2 separate regions of the Anas platyrhynchos genome follow, and region 1 is linked to region 2. A link is a contact called in public Hi-C data. All regions are on one chromosome and are shown on one strand. The core of a region is the stretch at or near the end of the contact, and the rest is flanking DNA. Distances in the headings are between cores, read along the strand shown.

Region 1 (3,917 bases), core at 345-2,844, 120 kb after region 2:
AGCTAATTAAGCTATATTAAAGCTATTGACTGTCCAGAGGAGGATCCTCTGCTGCATCAAGTCTGTGGAATAAGTACACTTAGAGTGAAAGAAAAAGAGATGTTCACTGAAGCTAAGCAGCACTATTTAACCTGTACAAAAATGGTGACCACAGCCCTCACTCTGTGATTTGTATTCTACAATCATCTTTAATCATACTAGGAAAAAAACAAACAAACAAACAGAAAAATCTAATGTTATTTTGCAACATGATGCATTTTTATATGAAAAAAATATATGACTATTTTCTGATCTGCAATAGATTTAAAACTAATAGCACTTTCTTCAGTAAGTGAAATGTGCCCGTAAGTAAATAACCACTTGAATTAGTTCCTCCACCCATGTATTTTGCGTAAGTCTCACTGTTTGTATATTTGCCCCTCTCCCTCCAGCGGGACCTACTGATTCCTCCAAATAGCTCAGACTGTGCTTGAAGACTACGAAGTCGTAATGGACTCTCTCAGGGAGCTGCCTGGCTCACCAAAAGGCTGTTTATAGCAACACCTAAGAAAAGAAACCTGTTTCTTGGTTCTTTGGCAGGGTGCAGTTACCCACATCAAGGGCTGACTCTCCCCTCTAAGGTGAAGTCTTCATCCTGCAGTTCCCACCTAGCCCCAGAACGTGCTCCCTGGCAGAGGGGGGTGTGGGCACTGCAAGGTATGTGTCTCAAGGGTGAAGAATACAAACAGCTGCTAGCATAAAGTAACACAGCCTTGCATAGCTGCCATGAAACTCTGTCATCTCAAGGGCACAATCTGATGTATTGCAATGAGGAGAAAGATAAAAATATAAAGGCATGCATCTTGTTCCATTCCCTAAAACAAGTGTCTTGGCCAAGGAACAGAAATTTGCAGGTTGCCAATAGCAACATTCGTGTTTTCAGAGTACAATGCGCACGATCTTCACGCAAAGAGGAAAAATTACCCAAGGATTTCCAGTGGCTCAATAGCACGTGTTCCCCACGGGCTAGGACAGGTGTCTGCAGAGCTCCAGTGCCCTGCTGGGCCACATCCTTAGCTGAGCAAAGTGGCAAAACACCACTGTAGGTGGGAAAAGGGGACGATAAACAGCTGGAAATTTGCCTAATAATTTCTTAAAATAAGGAATGAAAGCTGTTTCTGTTAGCACAGGAGGGAACGTAATCTACGTACAGGTACACACACGTGCATAGCTGCTAATTAACATCTGACACATGCAACGTCCTTACAAGCTGTGCCACATACAGATATATCCCAGTGCTGCTTCGTGTTGAAATACACAGTGCAAAAATATGAATTATTGTACTTCAAACCAGCGAGGCTTCCCCCCCACCTCTTCCCCATCCAAATTCATGCGCTACGCATTGCAGCAGACCTTGCTACCTCAGCCAGGAGCTCTGAGTCTGGCTGGGTCTGGAGGTTTTTATGGGCTTCATACCTGAACCCTTGTGTGGCTCGACAGATACTGCGAGTGCACTGCCTCCTTTCCTGAGTGCTCCTTAGGTTCAGACCTAGCATCAGCGCTTCTGTGCTGATGGTGGTGGGATTTCTGGTCATGGTGGCCGTCCCTTTTCCTGGCTTCTGAGTCAAACAAGACGTGGGTTAGCCTCTCCAGATAGTGCTCCAGCTCTTCCTGGGTGTGCTCCAGTTGCTTGCCAACATTACTGGGTAAAAAGGAAGAGGATGGTGGAGGGCTTTTGCTTTCCCTCTCCTTCTTGGCCTCCTCCAAATGCGGGTTGTGCCTCATCAGCAGAAGCACCACGATAAGCAAGATCAGGCACAGGTACACAACCCAGACTTCTTCCATCGTGGCGGTGGGACACGCAGGGGCTAGCGCCTGTGGATGCACTCAAAGGGAAACAGGCGGACGTGCCAAACGCAGCAGATGGTCACTCCTTTAGAGTTCTCAGTAACCACGGGAAAGAACTGCTGCCAGTAATTAAAGCACTGTGGCAATTTAATGTCAAAGTTTTCTAAAGCAGCGCGGCTCGCAAACTTTCCTTCAGTTCTAAATATGAAAGCAGCACAGCCAACAGCAAAACACTTTTAAGCAAAGCAGATAAAGCAGCTTTGTGCTTGGAGTAAAATAGCTTCAGCAGAAAGATCTGTCACTGCGCCGTATGATCTTATTGCAGTATCTCTCCTTGCTTTTGTTAAGAAACTGCAGGTCAGGTGCTTATCACTCCTCACAAATCTTTCCTTCTTTTAGTTTGAATTCTTGTCTTGCTTGAAATGGTAAGGTCTGCTTCTTTCTAATTCAAAGCAAAAATAAGGTCTGATTGATTCTTTTCCTCCTCTCAGTAAGATAACAGAATATTTTATCCTTTGGGGGTCATTAGATGCTGGTTCCACAGTCCACCCCCAGCACTCTTCAAAAAACTTGTCGGAAGGAGCTATCGGTCACTCGAGTTACAGATTTGGTGGGACAAGTTCTGTTGGCTTCCTTCTGTCTTCGCTGGCCTTGGGAGAGGGAGTCTCAGGACTGGGACGGTTTCAGCTGAACGTTGTGGGGATCTCTTGGAGAGCCTTTGTAGGCTGCTCCCAGTGACTCAGCCCACCAGAGGCAGGGTCTGCATGGAAGGGGATTGCATTTCCTAACCTTCGCCGAGGGATCTTTTTACAGATGAGGATGCCAAGCCTAAAAGGAGCAGAGATCACGCCCAGATTTCTGCTGCCTTGGTGTGTCGACATTCTTGGTCTCAACCTGCCGCAGAAACACCACCACAATTTGTTCCCAAAAGTGAGACCTTTCCTTTGCTTTGGTAAGGAGAAGGAATGGTCTGAGAAAAATTACAGCATCTTGTCATCTCATGGCCTCACTGATCGCACTGCCATACTTTACACTCCCAGCTTGCCTCATCTTTATATTTTTCCTGAGGACTGTGCTGGAGGAGCTTGTAAGGGTTTTGCTGGCCACAAGCCAGGGCCTGGAACAGCTGCGCTATGGGATTGTCACAGCACGGGTAGGTGGCAGCCACCACAGAGCTACGGCAGGCACCACAACTGCAGCCACCCCTTTCACACCGACCTCAGGTGCACGGCGTAAGGCTGCAGAGAGGGATGCAGAAAGACAGGCAGTCGGAACAAAGCCACGTTTTCTACCAAAACTGAGCTATGTTTTCTTAAACTGGGAACACTGGAACAGAAAACTCCGAGCAGATAAGGACTTCTCCTTCCTCCCCCATCGCTGTACACTCCTAATGCCTTAGGGCATGGACCATGTCTCCAGCCACATGCATCACAGACCTGACACCGCTGTAGTGAGACATGTCATGAAAATCATAAATGTCACCAAAATCCTACAGAAAGCAATGCTAAAATGAGGAGACATTTTAATTTTAAATGTCATTAAGGCTGTGTTATGACTTCTCCAAAGGGGAATGAGCTGACAGAGCACCAACAGCATCTCTTAACTTCTAATACTGTTGTTTGTTTCCTTTCAAATTAATCAAATGATAATGCAACAGGGATGCAGCAAGCATTACAAAGCTTACACAGCCCACCTGTGGAACTGATCCAGCTGACTTCTGGTCTTACACTCAAGTGCACAGGACAAGCACGGCACTCAGGGCTATGCAGGGCTTTGATCAACATTTGCCTTCTGAGTCCTCCAACAAAGCAACATGGGTTGGCTTTGCAAGCCAGCATTATGTGAAGACCTCTGAAGAACCACAGCAGCCTTACACATATTAGAATGCATTTTTTTTTCTGCCCTCTTTGGAGATAAACTGTCTGGACTAAGTTACACCAAACGGCTATCTCACTAGTATTTCTATTCTAATAGCAAATGCCTAAGAAAAGTAGAACAAGGCAATTGTGTAAGAATGCTTCCCAGAATACTCCTGCAGCCTTCCACAGCAAAGCAGTTTATAATATTTTATCAGCTCTAGCCTTATATAG
Region 2 (4,226 bases), core at 216-2,715:
GAAGCTTTTATTTTGAAAAATATTACCCGAGGCTTTAAGATAGGAATCTGTCATATGAAAATGAGCAACATCTTGCTATTGGTATTCCTCTGTCTGTGTAGGAATTTATACCAATTATTTTTTTTTTCTAAAGATTCAACTAAAACTGATATATTGTGTACTAACCAATACTGCATCTCTTTCTCTTCCAATATGTGAACTAGGGAGTGTTAAATGAAAGTATGGAAAGCAAGCTTAAAATAATCAGGAGGTGGTGGCGGTTCTTCAGAAACTATGCTAAGGAACTTCTTTACCAAAGGAAATTATAAATGCTGAAGAAAGGGTTCATGGAGGTATTCAGCAAAGAATAATGCAGTGAGATAACTGTGTGGAAGCCGTATCTGGCTCAAGAGGTCTCTGGGGAATATGTGTGGAGGTATATGACTGGAATCAGGGTCCTGGTCTTAGAATAATTTTGTTAAATATTGGAGACTTTCTCTTCCATGACAAGCTTATGGGATAGGAACTGTAAAAAAAAAAGACATTCTGGAGTTCCTCCTGAGGTAAAAAGAAAAATAATAAAATATAAAAATGTATATATTTAAATTTCAAGACAGAATGTTTTATATGGATAAAAACTTCCATGAAACATCTTTTTAGAACCCACAGTTTTCATTTTATATAAGCTGCTCTGCGGTGAATACAAGTATTAGGTTTACGTGGCAAGTTTTTGGTAGCAGGGGAAGTTGTGGAAGAGCGACCATGAAGGAGTGACGGATGGTGAAGTGTTCTTGTCTGACTGCAGCCCCTGTTGCCTCTTTACCTGTTCCACTCATGGGGAGAAGGTGGAAGAGGCTGTATGCGGGAGAAGTGTTTTTAGTTTGCTTTTAGCTCTCACTGCTCTAGTCTATTATCAGTAGACAATAAATTATATTAATCTCCCTTACGCTGGGTCTGTTTTGCCCATGACAGTAATTGTTGAGCAATCTCCCTGTCTTTATCTCAACCCATGAACTTTTTTCATCCTATTCTTTTCCTCCTCCTTTTGAGGAGGAGGAGTGAGAGTGGTTTGGTGGGGTTGAGCTACCTACCTGTGTGAAACCACCACAATGTATTAGTAATCCTAGTAGCAAGGCAGAAAAATGCAGTGAACTAGGATTTCTCGTGGAAGTACAGTGGGATATTAGTATGAATTTATCTGGTTTTACAAAAATTTTCCCTACTGTATTTTTCTTAAGAAATAACAACCTTAGAAGAGGAGGTGATTTCATTTTTTCAACAGCTGTGTAGATATTACAGGGGGAAAAAATATAAAGTTGTTATTTTCAGCATTGCAAAACAGAAAAATACCCAGCTCCTTAGTAACTATGGACAGTGCAAATTTGGGGTCTTACATCTTGGTCAAGCAAACAATGTAATAAGAGTAATGAGAAAGTTGTTTTCGAGTGTAGTATCCTGTGTAGCCCAACAGAGGCCACTACAAACTAGTATTACTATTTGAGTGATGCTTAAAGGCTAGGGTAAGTGTCAGCATGAGTCTGTTTATCTGTGCTTCATTTTAGAGAATCTTGAAATTAAAATGAGTAAACTCATCAAAGAATAATCAGGTAAACGTCTTTCCCTTCTCTGTCCTCCTGAGGCAGAATCTAAACACTCCCAAATCATACTGTTTTTCAATTCGAGAGCAATTTATTTTGATTTAAATGTCATGGGAAGGACACTACATATGTATACTTCCTAATGATTCTTAATTTGCCTTCCATCTCTACTCCATCCCCTTCAAACACACCCCAAATTCCACCCTTCAGAGTTGACAGCAAAGAAAAAAAAGTCTTTAAGATTTGACACCTGTTTATAAACGTTTTTCAGACTAATCCTAAGCTATTGCTAAAATAGTCAGATTCTGTATGTCTACATTCTTCACATGGCCTGCCCTAAGTAATATTTAAATGCCTGAAGGAGGCAGTAAGATATTTCTTGAACTGCAGAGGGCAGCTTTCATAAAGTTGCTGGCGTTGTCCTTGTGCTTATTCCGCTATTTTGTAATGTCTCTGAATTCTTTTAAGAACACAATATTAATTTCAAGTGCAGTGCTGAGAAAAGGGAATGAACAGTGGCATATCTAAAGACTGAGGTCCTCAGCTGCAGGTCATGTTCAATTGCAACTTCAGTTTCCCTCAGCATTGGGAAGTTGAGCGTTGAAAACATAGATCACTGTATCTAGCTCTCTTTGAACTCCCAGTTCAGAGAGATCTGTTGCCTGAGAATATAAACTATTTTTCCCCCCCATCATTTTCATCAGTTTGCTAGTTGTAATCTCTTAGACCACCACCGCCACTACTACTTAGCTGTATTTGAATATGAAGCACATGGACTAGAAACTTTACTGCTTAACCAAATGCGTAGCAGTGTACTCAAGCTGTCTTTAACTGGCTGGGTATCAACAACCACCTTGGGGCAGATCGTAAAAACCTGCAAGAAAATAGAGCTGAGGTAGTCTCAATGCTACAGTAGTTGGTAGTAGCAGTAGTTAAAGTTTAAGTAGTTAAAGTGTGTTCAAATGCTGCTGTAGGACATGTGATCTCAGTGAAAGCATATTTTGAGTGCCTGTTTGCATTTGTGACAGTATCAGCTTTTTTCCTGAAATGATTTATGTCCTATAGTCATAGTAGACTTATGCTGAATAAACTGAACATGGCATTAGTGTATACAGACTCCTTGGAAGTTGGGAAGATGCATATAGTTAATGTTGCAACACAGAGCTAGCAGTCAAGATAACTGATAATCATTTGAAGGTTATCCCTTGGTTAGTCCTCATCTGAAGCTTATACACTGAATGGACTGGAATTATTCTGTCTCCATTTCTGTATTTCTTGTTGGTTTTGGTAGGTCTGTTGTGGAGTATCCAGACTTGCAGAGTCACATCCCTGTTCGCCATTTCTGGGACAACAGTGAACCAAGACTTTTTGTATGTGAAGCAATTCTTGAACCAGGCCTACAATCCCCAAACCAGAACAAAAACCAGACTGAGAGCACGGTAGGGTCTTTTTGATTATTTTCCTCACTGTACATGTTATTCTTCCTATCTGAGTAGTAAATGATTGGTAATTTGTTAACCTGTAGAAGTAGTTGTATATGTTACCATGTGTGTGAATGTGTGACGTTACTTTCAAGAGAAGGTTCTACCAAATGAATATGGAAAAGAAAATCAAAATGAAAGAAAGATAGTGCACCAGAAAAACAATTCTTTACTTCCTTTTCCAGATGGATGTCTGGATTATGTCATTCTTCAGTAGTGAAGAACATGGCCTTTTGCTTCAAGACAGCTTCCCATTGCCTTCATTGTACCAAGTTCTTCTGGGTATTGAGGTGCCACATTATTACTTTGCAAAAAAGGTGAGGAAATCTTTCACAATTCTTTCCCTTCCCATAACTTCAAACTTGTCATTGCTTAGGGTTCAAGTGTAACCAAACTGAGTCTGGGTTAAATAAATCCAATGGCAGTTGCTGCATAAAATGTAGCAGTGACATGAAGTTAATTCTAATGTGGATGTATTTGACAGCATTGTGGAAGTTACAGTGGATTGGCTCTTCCTGAGTATTGCAAATTGGGTGTGATGTACAGGTGCAGGAATAGTTACCAGGGAGTGCAACTAAAGACCTGTTTTTGAAGAGGAAAAAAAAAAAGAAAAAAAAAAAATCTCTATGTAGTCACCATTCCTTTTATAGTTGAGGCATGTGTCAGACTTATGTATGCCGTAAGAGGGGACACTTCCTACTAGCTTCAGCAGAAGCAGCCTGCTTCCTTTTGAAACTGAGCTTAATCCCCACAGAACACCAGAGGGAGAACTCATCTTGCCCTGTCACTGAATGCCTACTTGCTACAAATACTAGGAGTGCATGCTCTAACTTCTTAGAAACTTGACTATGAATTCAAAATTGATTGTATCTTAAATAATACTATCTGTACTAGAGAAAATAAAGCCTATTACCTGCAGATTGGTTTTCTGCTTACGGTCTGACATGGGTTTCTTAGTGCCTGTTAAGATGAAGATTTGTACTGCAGCCTACCTGTAGGTGGGGGAGACCTAACAATCTGTTTATTGTACTGAGGCATTTGTTTTTGTGAAATCTTTAGGAACTTAATGAGACTTCTAGTCCTCTGAATAACAGAACAATGTAATCATGTAAATCTAATTTTATATCATTTAGGAGAAGTGTTAAACAAGGAGAATTTATCTACATTT

The links. A called contact is a pair of places that touch in the nucleus more often than the background predicts.
Region 1: a Hi-C map of liver shows a contact between it and region 2, with 2.5 times the contacts expected there. The contact joins the promoter of LOC101800187 here to the enhancer-like site in region 2. A contact is called at or near these places in 2 of 8 Hi-C or Micro-C datasets (liver and subcutaneous adipose tissue).

Annotation. Positions count from the first base shown.
Region 1 is chr15:6,976,934-6,980,850 of IASCAAS_PekinDuck_T2T, forward strand. LOC101800187 reads right to left here and starts at 1,595. Exons shown (of 16, transcript XM_027469135.3): 1 at 1,456-1,595.
Region 2 is chr15:6,856,851-6,861,076 of IASCAAS_PekinDuck_T2T, forward strand. IFT140 (intraflagellar transport 140) reads left to right here. Exons shown (of 29, transcript XM_038186737.2): 15 at 2,869-3,016; 16 at 3,244-3,375. Among named protein-coding and RNA genes, the nearest start is that of IFT140, 21 kb to the left of the region's middle. Within about 2 kb of position 1,466, at least 1 of the 8 cell types and tissues checked has an H3K27ac peak or open chromatin away from gene starts, as enhancers often do. A contact at or near this core is called in subcutaneous adipose tissue, where this site is marked.